2 separate regions of the Mus musculus genome follow, and region 1 is linked to region 2. A link is a contact called in public targeted proximity ligation data. All regions are on one chromosome and are shown on one strand. The core of a region is the stretch at or near the end of the contact, and the rest is flanking DNA. Distances in the headings are between cores, read along the strand shown. Region 1 holds the start of Dtx4 (deltex 4, E3 ubiquitin ligase). Region 2 holds the start of Stx3 (syntaxin 3).

What was found.
Region 1: a contact with region 2 is called in a targeted proximity ligation map of embryonic stem cells, with 4 times the contacts expected there. A contact is called at or near these places in 1 of 39 promoter capture datasets (embryonic stem cells), 1 of 484 Hi-C or Micro-C datasets (embryonic stem cells) and 4 of 130 datasets of targeted methods (astrocytes, embryonic stem cells, epiblast stem cells and 1 more).

What each region holds. Positions count from the first base shown.
Region 1 is chr19:12,500,737-12,504,101 of GRCm38.p6, forward strand. It overlaps Dtx4 (deltex 4, E3 ubiquitin ligase), which reads right to left and starts at 1,260. Exons shown (of 9, transcript NM_172442.3): 1 at 271-1,260. The coding sequence starts at 481.
Region 2 is chr19:11,817,162-11,820,662 of GRCm38.p6, forward strand. It overlaps Stx3 (syntaxin 3), which reads right to left and starts at 2,242. Exons shown (of 11, transcript NM_152220.2): 1 at 1,531-2,242. The coding sequence starts at 1,560. It overlaps Gm41810 (a long non-coding RNA gene), which reads left to right. Exons shown (of 2, transcript XR_003952942.1): 1 at 1-1,179; 2 at 1,492-3,501.

The DNA.
Region 1 (3,365 bases), core at 10-2,509, 680 kb after region 2:
GCACAAACGGCTACTAGGGGCTGATGGGGGCATAAAGGGGTTCTCCTGCAGCTAGGCTGAGGCTGGGTTGTATAATCAAGACTCTTTAAACTACTTGCAAGGACATTTACTTGGAGGTGGTCTTGGAATCCTGTGAGGACCTAGGGAAGAGAAGCACCTGCCCTCAACACCTATAGCTGATACCAGTGAGCAAAGCTGGCCACTGGGTGGATCACAGCGGACCCACGAGGCGGGAGCTCCTGGGACAGACAAGAGATGTGAATGGCTCACCCGTGTCTTGGCGGAACTGGTTCATGGACTGCAGGTCGATGATGTAGGGCGCGAGCCGGCTGTCCACCTGGCCCAACACCACGCTGCCCCCGGCGCGGGGACCAGCGCGCACCACCGCCTCGATGTGGTGACTCACGGCTGGGCTGTAGGGACGCCAGCGGCCGTGTTCGTTCAGCCATTCCCACACCACCACTGCCGAGGCCAGGAGCATGGCGAGCCCGGGGTTGCGGCGCGGTGCTGCCCACCTCCCGGGCCCGGCCTTCTGCGCTTCCTCCGGCGCCGCCGCCTCCGGGTCTCAACCGCGCCCCCCGGTCTGCGCCCCACCGCTGCGGGAAGCCTCAGCTGCGGCCCATGGGGGAGTCCGCAGCCGCGTAGGCACTGGGACACGGACCCCGGAGCTGCCCGTCTCCGACTGCGCTCCGCCGGGCTCCGCCGCCTCTGCCGCTGCTCCGAGGGGTCCAGCGGCTTCATGCAAAGGCCCGGCCCTGCGCACTCGCCGCCCCGCCTTGCAAAGCCACCCGGGGGCGCGCGGCCCGAGCGCGACGCTGCACCCGCCTCGCACCAGTTGCGCCTCGGGCTCCGCGGGCGCCCGCGTGGATCGCGCCGCACGGTCACGCCCTCCGCCCTCTCTCCGCTTCGAGTAAGCCGACCGCGGTGGCACAGCTCCCCCTCCCTGCGGCTCGGCTCAGTGGCCTCCAGGAGGAGTCGCCCCTCCCGGGCAGAGCGCCAAGGCGAGCTCGCGCCCGCGGAGGCTTCCCTGGTCCCCCAGTCTCGAGAGCACGCGCGCCATCCCGGTCCCAGCTGCCACTGCCAGGACCCAACTTTGCAGCCTGTTCAAATATGGAACTGTCTGTCTGTCTGTTTTCAGCTCAGCACCGGCCGTGTCCGCGGCGTGAGCTCAGAGGCTCGCATCTCCCTACAGCTCGTGCATGCATACGCATTCTCTCTCTCTCTCTCTCTCTCTCTCTCTCTCTCTCTCTCTCTCTCTCTGTCACACACACATACATCCACACCCACACACGCACGCAACACCCCCCACCCACACACACACACACACAGGAATTGCCCCACGCTCTCCTTGTTCTGTCCGTTATTACCTCATCCTCGTCTGCACCGTTCCCTAGCTGTCCATCAAAGATGCAAAAGCCACGCCCCATGGCCACTAGCACCAGCGATCTAGAGCTTCCATGCCCCCTGCTGGTCCAAATCCTCAAGTGCAGGTCAAAGGCCACACACTTGTGACCATCGAGAGCCAGTGCCAAGGGTTCCCTGCGTTTACATAGAGAGAAAAGAAGTTCTTGCTGTCCAATTTTTCTGTTAGAAGACACAAGGTAGACTAATTCATCCTGCAGTGTCTATGTAAATAAAACCATGAGACAGCAGAACAAACGCAAGCTAGACTCGCTCATTTTGATCATCAATGGCTAAAGAGGAAAGTAATATAAAGTGGGTTCTGACTAAGGGGATTGAAGCCTGTATTGCACATTATTGCTTGGCATGGTACATCACACGGGCAACTTCCACACTTGAGAAGCAAGAAGATGGAGAATTTCATGCCACATATCCAGACCAGGTCTCCAAACGAATTAAGTTAGACATTTTAAAGAGAATTATGTATTAACCTTGTCAGAAAACACACACTTTGTTTCTCCGTGGGTGGAACTGCACAATGAATCCGTTCTGACAAAGTGAAGCTGGAATTTGGAGCAATCTTATATTGGTAATGAGATTGTTAATCTTTTTTGGAATGGCTTTTCCATAGTTTCATGTGCTCCTTTTATATTTGAGGAGACAAACAGAAAACCGCTCCTAAGCAGATAAACTAGAAATTTCCAGATAGAGGAAACTTAAACTGGGGAAAGGTGTGGGTGGGTATTAAGAAATATTTAACTGTCTGCTTGCAGGACAAACAGGAAGTAGAAAGAACTAACGTTTACTTTCTGACCATTCTCTTTTGCACTCCGTCTTCTTGTGTCTACCACGATAACACGGCAGGGTAGTATAGTAGAAGTGAAATGAATGACAACACAGGAAAACATTTGCGCCTGGGTAACTTGTTAGAGAGAGTGAATATATAGTAATTAGTTGTGAGTCTGAACAGGTGAGAGGGTGCGCCAGAGAACCTGACAGCTTCTGGAACAGGCAGAAGCACAGAGGCGCTGAGGCAGCACCCTGTGTGGGCCGGGGACAGCTGGCCACCTTCCGGACCGGAGGACAGGTGCCCACCCGGCAGGGGAGGCGGCCTAAGCCACAGCAGCAGCGGTCGCCATCTTGGTCCTGGGACTCCAAGGAACTTAGGAATTTAGTCTGCTTAGGTGAGAGTCTGTACCACCTGGGAACTGCCAAAGCAACACAGTGTCTGAGAAAGGTCCTGTTTTGGGCCTTCTTCTTCGGCCAGGAGGAGGTCCAAATACAAGATATCTGCGCACCTTCCCTGTAAGAGAGCTTGCCAGCAGAGAGTGCTCTGAGCACTGAAACTCAGAGGAGAGAATCTGTCTCCCAGGTCTGCTGATAGACGGTAACAGAATCACCAGAAGAACAATCTCTAAACAGAGTCAACTATAACTACTAACTCCAGAGATTACCAGATGGCGAAAGGTAAACGGAGGAATCTTACTAACAGGAACCAAGACCACTCACCATCACCAGAACCCAGCACACCCACTTCGCCCAGTCCAGGGAACCCCAACACACCTGAGAACCTAGACCTAGATTTAAAAGCATATCTCATGATGATGGTAGAGGACATCAAGAAGGACTTTAATAAATCACTTAAAGAAATACAGGAGAACACTGCTAAAGAGTTACAAGTCCTTAAAGAAAAACAGGAAAACACAATCAAACAGGTAGAAGTCCTTACAGAAAAAGAGGAAAAAACATACAAACAGGTGATGGAAATGAACAAAACCATACTAGACCTAAAAAGGGAAGTAGACACAATAAAGAAAACTCAAAGCGAGGCAACACTAGAGATAGAAACCCTAGGAAAGAAATCTGGAACCATAGATTTGAGCATCAGCAACAGAATACAAGAGATGGAAGAGAGAATCTCAGGTGCAGAAGATTCCATAGAGAACATCGGCACAACAATCAAA
Region 2 (3,501 bases), core at 992-3,491:
ATTCCCTGACTAAGTAAAGGGAGCGGCCTCTGACTGCTGTTCAGCTCTGAACTCTTTTTGACAAGGGGCATCCCTGCCATCCAGGTTATCCCAACTACAAAAGAGCACCAAGTAAAGTTTGCCCCTCAGTTAACCAGGATGCCCTGAGGCTCAAATGTGAAAAAGCAACTTTGGGGCAGAGGCTGGCTCCCACAATAAGCAACTGTCTCTTCCTTCTCTCATTTCTCCATCTCCCAAACCTATTCTACAGCCCAGGACCCAGAGCATGCAAACAGGGTGAGGAAGATCTCATCCCTGCAAGGGAGGAGAAAGTAAAACAATTACAACACCAACATTTCTATTTCAAAACAAAAAAAGCCAAAAAAAAAAAAAACATTAAGTTATTAGCATAAGTCCTAGGCGCCATACAAAGGGCTCTCCTGCAGCTCACTTGCTTTTAGCTTGCATACCTACTCATTTTACAGATAACAAAACTTAAGCTTGGAGTTTAAAGGGTAACCAGTAAGCAGTAGGGCCAGGGCAAAGCCCCAGTGCTAATGCAGACTAATACTTCCCTACTGTAAGGAGCTCATTAATCACCTGGGAAGACTCGGTGAGACCTTCACCAGGTCTAGTCTGAGATCTGAGCTGATGCGCGCTTCTAGGCTAGCTAGGAGGCAGACTCCACTGTGAGTTTCCAGGGCTGCACTGTTATATCCCATTAAGTGGCAGCCTGTATCACCGGGTGGGTTCCTAAAGTTTCACACTCGCCCTGCTCCATAGAATGTGCTCAGTAACTTACTAAATGAATCTATACCTCCAAAAATTGATGCTTCAGCACTTCCCTATATCAATCCCATTATGTCATTCAACCTTCATAACAGACCTATAAGGAAGGAAGATTCTCCCTTGACCGACAAGGAAATAGGCTCAAAAGAGTAAGTGACCTAAGCTTTTCAGCTTTTGTGCGGCAGACGACCACAGCTGTCTCCGGGGGTACAAGACAAAATAATTACAGACCACTGAATGGGAAGAGGGGTGCCATCTCAGCACCTAACAGGCTCACCGCTCCGGAAGTCACCCGGAACTCTCAACTACTCCGGGGATGGAGTAGCCCTGCCCGGTGCTCCGGGAGGGAAATAGAAAGGAGAGGAGGCCGGTTTGGGGCACAGTGCCAGGCGGCAGAAGACAGCTGGTGAGGTGAGCCCCCTGACTTCTCCATTAGCCCCGCTGATTTCAAGTCCCCGAGTGGGTCCAGCTCTGGAGGAACCCTGTCCAGCTTTGGGGGAGAAGGGGTAAGAGGGTTACGGGCGTCCAGGGAAATCGCAGCTAGGTGATGAATCACCGAGCACATGACCCTGCAGGGGAGGGGAGGGTGCAAAGCTCCGCGGGATGAGGCGGGGGCTTGGGCGGAGGGAGGCCTAGCGCGCAGAGCACCCCTGCGGCCTGGGTTAGGGGAACTAGGAGAAGCCCCTCTCCCACGCCACTTATCCTGATGACCGATCCCCGCAGCCCGGGGCCCGCCTGATCCCCCAAGCGCCGCGGACTCACGGCCTTCAGCTGCTCCAGCCGGTCCTTCATCCTGGCCCAGGTGAGGGCGGCGGGCGCCTTGTCTCAGGTGAGCGCGTCCCAAGTGAGCGGCCTGGAGCGGCGGCGGCTGCCGGCCGGGGCGAGAGAGCTGCTAGAGCGGGCGGAGGCGGGCGGCGGCCGCTCTCGAGGAGGAGCGTCCGAGGCCACCGAGGTCCGCCGCGCCGCCCCCTCCGGCCCCCGCCGGCGCCGCGCTCCAAATCCGGCTACGAGACCGCGCCGGCTCAGGGCTCGCCCGCCCCTGGGCCCGCCCCATACCTGGGCCGCTCCCCGAGCTCCTGCTTAAAGGGCCAGCGCGCTCCAGCGCCGGAAGCATTCCGGGCACACCTTCCCATGCCCCTCGAAAGGCAGAAACAAAAAAAAAAAAAAAAAAAGGCGGGGGTGGTCTGTCTGGCTTCGATTCCGTATTTTCCGCACTGTTCTTATTGTTCGGCCCTCTGCGGACTCCTCAGGTTGAAGACAAGCTGGTTCCTGCTCCCTTTGATGAGGGAAAACGTTCCGATGATGCTCAAGAGATATTCCGCCTTAAAGAAGGGACCTGTTGGGTATAAAATCTGTGCGGTTCGGGCTCAGAGACTTGTTCCCGTAGGGCGTAACTGCAGATGAGATGCCCTGGATCGGGCTGCGGCGAGGAATTTGGGGATTATGATGCTAGTGGTTGTGGGGCCTCTCGAAGTCGTGTAGGCGGTCCAGTCACCTTTTACTAACAATTTGAATAACTTGAGGGAATCTAGGAGAGTCCGTTTCCATAGCTATATAAATCAGAGGCTGCTTAGCAATTTTCTGCTTAGCCTGTACGAGAAAAGAAGCAACTGACTTTTAACTACCGGGCAGAGTTGTAGGATAAAGACGTTTGTTTGATTTGGAAAACTTAAGCCCACCTCTCTCCTCCTTGCTGTCAAGAGCCCTGGGATTTGAAGAATTTTTAGAAAAGTGTGGTTCTTCTCACTGCCCTTCCTCTTCAACGGTGCCCCTATTCCCTTCCCCTCCGTATTTGATTTGGGGATAACAAATGGCGTATCGACCAGAGTAGTGGTCAACAATTGGCGCTAGTGAAGACTTGGTCTCAAGTTCGAGAAGTATCCTCGACTTTGTGTTCAATCTTAAAGGCCATAGATACTTTCTAATTATAACCGGACTTTACCCTCTGCGATGTGCACGCTCCTACTGACTTCCTCCGCTGCCATAAAGGTAGTCAAGTAAGGCAGGGCTTGAGCTGTTAGAGCCAACTATGCGGTAATCAACTCTAATCCTCTATCTGACCTCCGGCTCCTGTCCTGACGCTGGCCCAGCGAGGACTGCGAAAGTTTCCACGCCCCCTGGTGGTCGTAACCCTACAGCTAGGGCTTGAACACCCCCACCCCAGCCCAGCAAACACTTGGAAAACCTTCCGCCACCGAGCTCATTCTCTAGCATCAGCCCTTAGGTTTTCTCCTTTCAGACAGAATCTCCCTGAATTGCCCAGGCAAGCTTTGAACTTGCCATTCTCCTGTTTCAACCTCTCCAGTAAGAGGGGTTACAGTGAAAAACTCTCGAAGTGTGGACGTCTGAAATCTGGACAGAAGTGAGGAAGGAGGATGGATTCATTTTGAAGCAAGAACAAAGGATTCCAGTTAAGACGCGATTGATTTTAGGCTGCAAAAAACGGCCCTGCAGTAAAGAACACTGACTGGAGGACCTGGGTTCAATTCCCAGCATCCACATGGTGACACACAGTTCCAGGGGATGCAACGCCCTCTTCTGGGCTCTGCAGAGGTTACACACATGTGGTATACAGACATAATGCAGGCAAAAACATTCATACAAGTAAAAAAAAAATTTTTTTAAGTCCCAGCAAATTATTTTAAAGGATATAATTGATTTCAACAGGGAAAAAATTGTGACTCTCATGCAAATATAAAATGAATATATTTTAATGTTTTAGCTTATTAGTGA